Regions from separate parts of the Hordeum vulgare genome. Here regions 2 and 3 are each linked to region 1. Evidence: chromatin contacts called from public Hi-C data. All regions are on one chromosome and are shown on one strand. Each heading gives the region's core, a stretch centred on a gene start, on an enhancer-like site or on the middle of the called end of the contact. The rest is flanking DNA. Distances are from core to core; before and after follow the strand shown.

Region 1 (2,700 bases), core at 115-2,614:
GAAGTTGAAAACTCGGTGGTACCGATTAGCACAAAGGTGTGAACTTTTGAATCTCGGTGAGACCGATATATGAAACTCGGTAGCACCGAGAAGGTGACTAACGATCAGATGACCAAACTCGGTGGCATCGATATTCAAACTCAGAAATTCCGATTTTGTGTATCTTGGCAACAGAATGTTGGTCACACTGAACTCGGTAGCACCGACTTGGTTTCGGTTGCACCGATTTGGTGGGAATGGCTAGGGTTTCTGTCTGAGGTCAAACTTGGTGGGTCCGATATGGAAATGTTGGTGACACCGAATTTGTGTATGAGGATCTTCATAGAGTGGATATGTGGGAAAATGACTGAGTGTTTTGGTGGCTAACTTTGAGCATTTGAGCAATCAGTTTATTTTACTACATCATCCCCTTTTAATAGTATTGGTTTTCCTATGAACTCAAAAATGATTTCTCACAAATATAAAATGAAGAGTCTTCTAGCTTGAAGCTTGAGCCAATATTAATCCTTTCTTGCATCCAGGGACATCTTCACAAAAATCTTAAGCCATAACTCTTCATGAACTTTTTATGAAACATCTAGGTAAATGTGTTAGTCCAAAAGACAATGTATGTTGTCATGAATTATCAAAATCATTAAGGAAGCATATATGATTTTAGTGTCCCGACGAACGAGGCAGGGAAGGACAAGGGCGTGCTTCCCGCCCGTCCATGCGTGTTCGCAAAGGGGATGGATTAAAAGCAAACATTGATATTTATCCCCAAACGAACAAACAGACCATTTGGATTGAGTTGCCCTTATGATGATGCCTTGGGTGTGTCCTCGACAGCTTCATGCGAGGTAGACAGACGAATGGACACGAGTCTCCTCGACTGCACGGTTGCACACATGTCAAATACACCATGACACCCCTACTCCCAGCTTGATCCCCAAAAGGGAAGGCATCGACTCGTGAGCCATGACCCTATGGAGTCTAGTCTATCTAGATAAACAAAGCAGTGGCGTGTTTATTTGGTCGGAACCTCTCTATATCTCTCTACCAATCGGTCCTAGAACCATACCCACACGTGGTAAGAGGATTTAACTAGCTGCAGACGATGGCGAACATAACTGAAGGGCGTGTCCTCCGATCCGGCCGCCACTGGCTTGGGTGCAGCGCCATCGATTGATTGCCCAATTGAAAAATCCATCGATAGTAAGATCATCATACCGGCACGACTGAAACAACAGCTATTTTGAGGGTGCCCATTCTACAACTTTTGAGGGTGCAGTACTATCAGCTAGCCGCTTGTAGGCTGTTGTACATGTTACATGCAGTACATGCCTGTTGGAGGGGACCCGTTTGTCTCAGGTCTGGACGGGTCAAAGAGTAGCCACACCTGACCCAGGCAGCCCCTGGTGAAACACGCTAACTTTCTGCAGAGTACCAGATTTGCTGTAACCATTGTTCAGACTCCCCTTCTCTAATCTCTATGGTGAAAGATCTCATCATTCTTTGGTAATTTGGTTGAGCGGGCAGGTTTAATTGACTAGTAGCGGTTATATAGCTCCCCTTTTTTTCTTTTCTTTTTTTTGAAAAACACTAGTGGCATATAGTTTTTGTTTTGAGTAAAAGTAGTGGTATATAGCTAGTGTTCTGAGTTGCAGCTAGATAGGCCACATACCACAAAACGGTCTGCATTTAGAACAAGGCCCATGCATCAGGGCAATGAAGAAAACATCGGACCTGTATCAGCTGGAGACTACTAACAACAACAGCCAAAACTGTAAACCGCCAAAATACTCCAAGAACTTAGAACTTCGGTAGTCACCACAATCTGTTGCAAACCGCCAAAACTCAGATTAGCTTTCACAAGAGGCTCCTGCTTACAAGGACACAGAGACAGAGACTACATTCCGTGGTATTATGAGCAATAACCAAACTTCAACAACACGCGCACGCACACACCCTACAAATACTCTGCGTTCGGATACTGGAGTTACCCTACGTGGCATGCTGATCAAGAAAACCCTACTATGTAAATAAGAAAAGGTCGGGTTATCAGAGCACCTAAAACACCAGGATACAAGGGCATCTACATTTTGGCACTCCCTCGCTGTATAAGGACACTGGTTGCATCGTTTAGCAATTCAAGCCTCGCTACGTGTAAGCCATGTTAAGGTTTCAGTTACTGGCTAGCGGGCTAGAAGCTTGTACGATGGCATATCCTCGACCCGCTGAATATCTTCAAGCAGCAGCTCCCTTTCTAGCTGGCGTCGTGTCGATTTCATGACCGTCTGCAATTTTAGTAGTATAATCAGGTCAGGAAGGGCTCTTGAGTCCCAATGAGTAGTTTCAACCAGCAAGTGTTAAGGTTAAGGGCCTGTTTGGAACAGTGGTATTTCTTGCTCAAGTATCAATATTTGTTCCAAACAGGCCCTAATAGGGGAGAAATTCCTGGTTGCAAGAATTTGGGGGGGCTGGAACGGCATCATACATTGAAGTCCATGTAAGTAGCATGCATGTCAAGCCATTGCTGATCCATCAGCTTGAAGGTTATGCAGTACAGGATATCAAAAGCTCGATCGTTTTCTGAATTACAAAAATAACAAATGAGATATCAGTATCAAGTATCAGGAGCACTAGTAGTATGTGGTGCCTACTTTTAATAAGTACTCGTATAACTAAAATGTATGATATGCTGGCTTTGGGCCATAAAGG
Region 2 (2,700 bases), core at 64-2,563, 290 kb after region 1:
TGCAAGGTAAAGTATAAACATGTGAACTACAGTTAGCCTTTGCACTAAATATTTATTAGCAGATCCAACATATGTTTCCTACATAGATCATAGAGCTAGTCAGTCTCACCGAGAGATCGTCGCCGCCCTGCTTGAAGCTCCTATTTGCCGAAGATGTGACACCAGAGTCGTCCGAGCTTCCACTGGGCAATGTGTAGACAACCTTGAGCTTCATTTCCTCGATCACCTTATCACCATCCTTGTTGAACTGAGGAATACATATAAAGGTTGAATATAGTTGGTGGAATGCTAATCATTTATTCCGATGACATTGCGACGCTAGATCATAGCAGAAACCAGTCATTATGAGTTTTACTATGCTCACTGTGTCAGGGGGGATTTCGTCCATGTCGGTGCTGGCAGCCACCCTGGTGCTCTGAATCAAGAATTTATCCTTGGATTGCATGTCTGGAGGGTACTCTTTCTGTGCCTGTAGGGTAACTATAACCCAAAACAAGAAGGCGGATGCACACACATCAGAACCAAATGAAGAATTCTAGAGAGAACCAAGGTATGTATGTATGTATGCATGCTTACTTGTTATCGTGCAAGAATCCCACGGCTGGACGACGCTGGCGTTCGGCCGGACGAAATACTTCCTCGGAGACGTCGTCTTGACCTGAGAAAAAGAAAGAGCAAAGTAACAAATTCTGATCAAACCTGAACCTCGTCTCCGAGAGTTTCACAGAAATGCAAAGAGGAAATCCAGAGAAACGGAAATGGCACGGACCTTGAACGCGACATGGTGCTCGCTGTTGTTCACCACCTTGAGATTGCAGTAGCACGGCTTGTCCAGCTCGACTAGGCACAGGAATTCAATTCAACCAACCTCAGAGAAAAGCACGGAAGTTCCAGAGCCCCTTTTTTCATTTTGTTTTTCTTGCAGAATGCGGAGAAAATCTCAGGAACAACTTACAGAGGAAGGTGAGGTCGTCCGGGTAAACCGAGATCAGCGTTCCTCCCACCATTGCGACACCTGAACCTGGTCAGAGAAACGGAGAAGAAGCTCATAAATCGATGCATTGGGAGAGAGGTAGAGAGTGGGAGGAGGTGGTTTCTGCTGGTTTAGAGGAGGAGGAGGAGGATGATCCCAACCTTTGTCTTCAGGAAGGAAGGCAGGAACCGGGCGGAAGCGAAAATCGACGACGAGCAGCGATTCGGAGCAGAAATGGGGAGGGAGGGTGGAGGGTCGGGGAGGAAGAAAGAGGGAAATGAATGGGTTCGCTTTGCCTTTCTTGGCTCCCGGGCGACATTGACGGGGCAGCACTCACTTCTTGGGCCCGTGGCTGGCAGTTTGCGTTTTCCTCTCCCCCTTTTTTTCCGCGAGTGAACAGCACTCTTCCTTTATCTAATCATATCATATTTTATTGCCGGTTGGTGATTTATGCTACCACTACTTTATTCCCGTGTGTTCTTGTCAAGCCCACTTGGCCGGTGATTTTTTTTTTATCATGTTTCCTTTCCGGACCACCCCCCCCCCCCCCCACCAAAAATGCACTGGAGATGAATTGCTTGCTCTCTCAAACAATCTGTATAGTACATTTTTCTTACATGTTTAATGTAGCAGAAATCACCAGAAAAGTTCGAGCGTAATAGTAAGAGCAACAGTGAGATCATGCTGCCATGCTTGCCTTTGCCCACCGAGAAAACGTAAAAAGGCCACAGTGATTAAATACACTCCTACATTGCGCATTAATTAATATAAGAAGTACAAAAAGGGGATCCGAAGGGAGGATATTCTTGTCTGATTATATAATAATTTGCCCTTCCGTTCGGTACTACTACTATTCTCAACAAATAATTGCAGTATTCGTTGCTCTTATTGTACTCACGGTCAGTAGGTGCCCTACAAAACACAAATTGCTAGCGGTAGCTGACGAGGTTTTCAATCATTTTCGCCATTACGAATAAGACACGAGAAAATCAACGACGTAGGACCCAGTTATTTGCTTGCTTTAATGAAACACAAGAGCTGATCTTTCTTCCTAGCTTAAGAGCTAGATAAACTTAGGCTCAAACTTGGATGTGGATGCTCCAGTAAGAAAATTATAGATAACTCGCATCTTCAGCAAAAAATAATAATAATAATAACCACACCTAGTATGGCATGAAACCTCCATGCCATACAGATTTGCCAACTGAGTGAAACCTTCATTGTGTTTCTGGACCGAGCAAGCAATATGAGTTTCCAGGGGCAGCAATGCCACGGGCACATGTACACCCAATGTCGTGTAACCCCTGGACACAAGTTTCCTAGCCGGAGAGAAAATTGATACGATATGACCCGCCATCAAACCAACCAGTGGTACTGCAGAAAACTTCAACCCTTATTCATTACTCTGTTCGTAACAATAAGAGCCCAGACCTACTATTCATAACAACTGTTCTTCTTTCTTAACAGCAGCGTTACGTACTGTTAACCAACAGTTGGGAGTTGGGACTCTGGTAGGTAGCTGGGAGCAAGGAAAGGGCACAATCATAAACATCACCATGTTCATACCGGAGCGCTGCTAGGAATTTTACACACTCAGAATGAAACACACTCCACAACGCAAGACGTGATATACGCAAATCGGAAAAAGATGTAAAATTATGCGACTCGAGGTTCAGAGATCATTACAGTGGATGCACAGATCTGAACAAGATGGTGGAAACTCGTTT
Region 3 (2,700 bases), core at 27-2,526, 450 kb after region 1:
AGCCCGACCCGCTCCGTCCCTGCCTGTGTGAAGCTACTGCTATTGGAGGCGCAATGCGTCCAATAAGAGGTCACGTTGGCCACAACGAGCGGCGCATAGGACGCCCCCCCCTTAGATGCTCCAAAGAAACCAAGGGAGCTCCTACCTGCCGAATTATGCGGTAGGGAGTCCTTCGGCCGCACAAGGCGATCGCCCGACTGGACCAGCCCAGTTCTTTCATTCTTATTTTTTTCTGTTCCTTTTTTCCTTTTTTTTCTTATTTCTTTCTCTTTTTTATTTTTTTGATTCATTTTGATTTTATTTTTTTATGTTTATCTTTTTTTATGAAAACAAACTAAAGTTGAATTTCCCAATCATTTTTTTAAACTGAGAACAATTTTATAAAAATATGAAGAAATTTGGAAGCAGAATTCTTGTAAAATATTGTTCAAATATTTTTAAATTATAAACAATTTTTTTATAAAATGATGCACATTTTCTAAAAAACAAAAAAGGATTGTTTTTGAAAATCCAGAACATTTAAAAAAAATACAGAACATTTTTGGGAAAAGTAAATAAAATTCGGAACATTTTTAAAATTTCTGAACATTTATTTCCAAATTTCGGCACAATTGTTAAATTTCTGAAACATTGTTTCAAATTCTGAAATATTTTCCCAAATTCTGAAACATTGTTTCAAATTCCAGAACATTTTTCCAAATTCTGAACAACTTTTCTAAAATTTGGGAACATTTTTCTAAATTCCGAAACATTTTAAAATTCTCCAAGACATTTTTTACAAATTTTTTAATATTTTTATAAATTATAGAATATTTTTGTAAATTCCAGAACATTTTTATTATTTCCAAACATCTTTTTGAAAATTTCAAAGCATTTTTTCAAATTCTAGAACATTTTTACAAATTATAAAACATTGTTTAGAATTCCGGAAGTTTTTTTCAAATTCCAAAATATTTTTAAATTTAAGAATATTTTTTATAAATCGATAACATCTTTGAAACAGAAACAGAATAAAACAGAATAAAGTAAAAAAGAAAACAAAAAAGGAAAACCGGTTCAAGTAATTTAAAAAAAAGAACAGAAAAACCTGCTAGAAACCTGTAGAATGTTCTAAAACCGGACACTGCAGCCTTAGGCCAGGCCGATCACCCATTCGCTCTATACGAAGCCTCTACACCGCTTCGCATAGAGGGGCAAATAGGTTTCCCAGAAACCAAAGCAAAACGGCAACACAACTCAAAGTCGGGCCATAACCGTCTTGGCCGCGTGTCGTGCACGGGCCCGGTTACCCCGCCACGTCCACTCCATTTCCCCTCCCCTCTCACCGTCTCGGACATGGCGGAGCCACCGCCACCTCCACCCTCGACGCCCATGCCGAAGTCATCGCCGCGGGCGCGGCCGCGCCACCACCACGCGCCGCCGGGCCTCTGCGCCCTACCCGCCTTCTCTTACAACGCCCACCGTGGCCTCGTCCTCGGGCTCACCTTCCTCGCCTACGCCCTCTACCACGCCTCCCGCAAGCCACCCAGCATTGTGAAGCGCGCGCTCTCCAAGTCCTGGCCGCCCTTCTACGACCCCGCCCTCCTCGGCGAGACCGACGTCGCGTTCCTCGCCTTCTACTCCCTCGGCATGTTCGGCGCCGGCCACCTCGGGGATCGCCTCGATCTCCGCCTCTTCCTCGCCGCCGGAATGGTCGGGAGCGGCGCCGCCGTCGCCTTCTTCGGCGCCGGGTACTTCCTCTCCCTGCACTCCATCGTGTTCTACCTCTTCGCCCAGGCGATCGCGGGTCTGCTCCAGTCCACCGGCTGGCCCTCGGTCGTCGCCATCGTCGGCAATTGGTTCGGCGGCCGGAGGCGCGGCCTCATAATGGGCATATGGAACGCCCACACCTCCGTCGGGAACATCAGCGGCTCAATCATCGCCGCCGCCGTGCTGCGGTACGGGTGGGGCTGGTCGTTTGTGGTCCCCGGTGGGCTCATGGCACTCGGTGGCGTTCTTGTGTTCTTCTTCCTAGCGCCTTACCCGGAGGACGTTGGCTTCGCTTCGTTGCCCCCCAACCCCAAGCACGCCGGTGGAGCGAGCACCGACGAGGAGGACAGCAGCACCAGCACGGGTGGGGAAGAGGACAGGAGGGACGCCGTAGGGATTTGGAAGGCATTTTCTATCCCGGGTGTGCTCACCTTCGCGGTCTGCCTCTTCTTTGCCAAGCTGGTCGCCTACACCTTCTTGTACTGGCTCCCGTTCTACTTGACCCAAACTGGTATGGCCACCTGTTGCGACTTAACCAGGAGCAGCGATGCACGTTATGACATTAGATTGTTCTGAATTGTCATCTTCCAGCTGTGGAGGAGATTTATTTGGTACGATTAACAGTGCATTTTTATCTTGTTATATTGAATTCTGGTTTCAGAATTGACTTTGATGTACAGTTGATATGATGTAGTTTCAGAATCAACAGTGCATTGTTATTGAACTCTGGTTTCAGAATTCCGTAGTTTGTTGTAGTTGCCACCATTTTTTTTAAGGTGCTGCAGTAATTGCCTTTCATATGATATGATAATGTGCATTGTGGTAGCAAACTTTAGCAGGATCTAATGCCATGCCAGATTATTCATGACGTATCTTGGGTGTGGCTTTTAACAGAATAATGCTAACATGACTCACATGCTCAAATTGTTGTCCTGTTTATCTGATCCAACT

What was found. Hi-C and Micro-C count contacts between places; a contact is called where the count stands out from the background.
Region 2: a contact with region 1 is called in a Hi-C map of leaf, with 3 times the contacts expected there. The contact joins the promoter of LOC123403578 here to the enhancer-like site in region 1. A contact is called at or near these places in 3 of 6 Hi-C or Micro-C datasets (leaf and seedling) and 1 of 1 datasets of contacts at active chromatin or transcription factors (embryo).
Region 3: a contact with region 1 is called in a Hi-C map of leaf, with 2.5 times the contacts expected there. The contact joins the promoter of LOC123403509 here to the enhancer-like site in region 1. A contact is called at or near these places in 2 of 6 Hi-C or Micro-C datasets (leaf and seedling).

What each region holds. Positions count from the first base shown.
Region 1 is chr6H:404,950,332-404,953,031 of MorexV3_pseudomolecules_assembly, forward strand. It overlaps the pseudogene LOC123402842. Among protein-coding and RNA genes, the nearest start is that of LOC123403457, 90 kb to the right of the region's middle. Within about 2 kb of position 1,365, at least 2 of the 3 cell types and tissues checked have open chromatin away from gene starts, as enhancers often do. A contact at or near this core is called in leaf, where this site is marked.
Region 2 is chr6H:405,245,177-405,247,876 of MorexV3_pseudomolecules_assembly, forward strand. LOC123403578 (vesicle-associated protein 2-1) reads right to left here and starts at 1,314. Exons shown (of 9, transcript XM_045097502.1): 1 at 1,135-1,314; 2 at 956-1,021; 3 at 770-840; 4 at 577-658; 5 at 365-480; 6 at 110-247. The coding sequence starts at 1,007. LOC123403248 (50S ribosomal protein L19-2, chloroplastic-like) reads right to left here. Exons shown (of 4, transcript XM_045097189.1): 4 at 2,604-2,700.
Region 3 is chr6H:405,400,862-405,403,561 of MorexV3_pseudomolecules_assembly, forward strand. LOC123403509 (putative glycerol-3-phosphate transporter 4) reads left to right here and starts at 1,277. Exons shown (of 3, transcript XM_045097440.1): 1 at 1,277-2,260. The coding sequence starts at 1,336.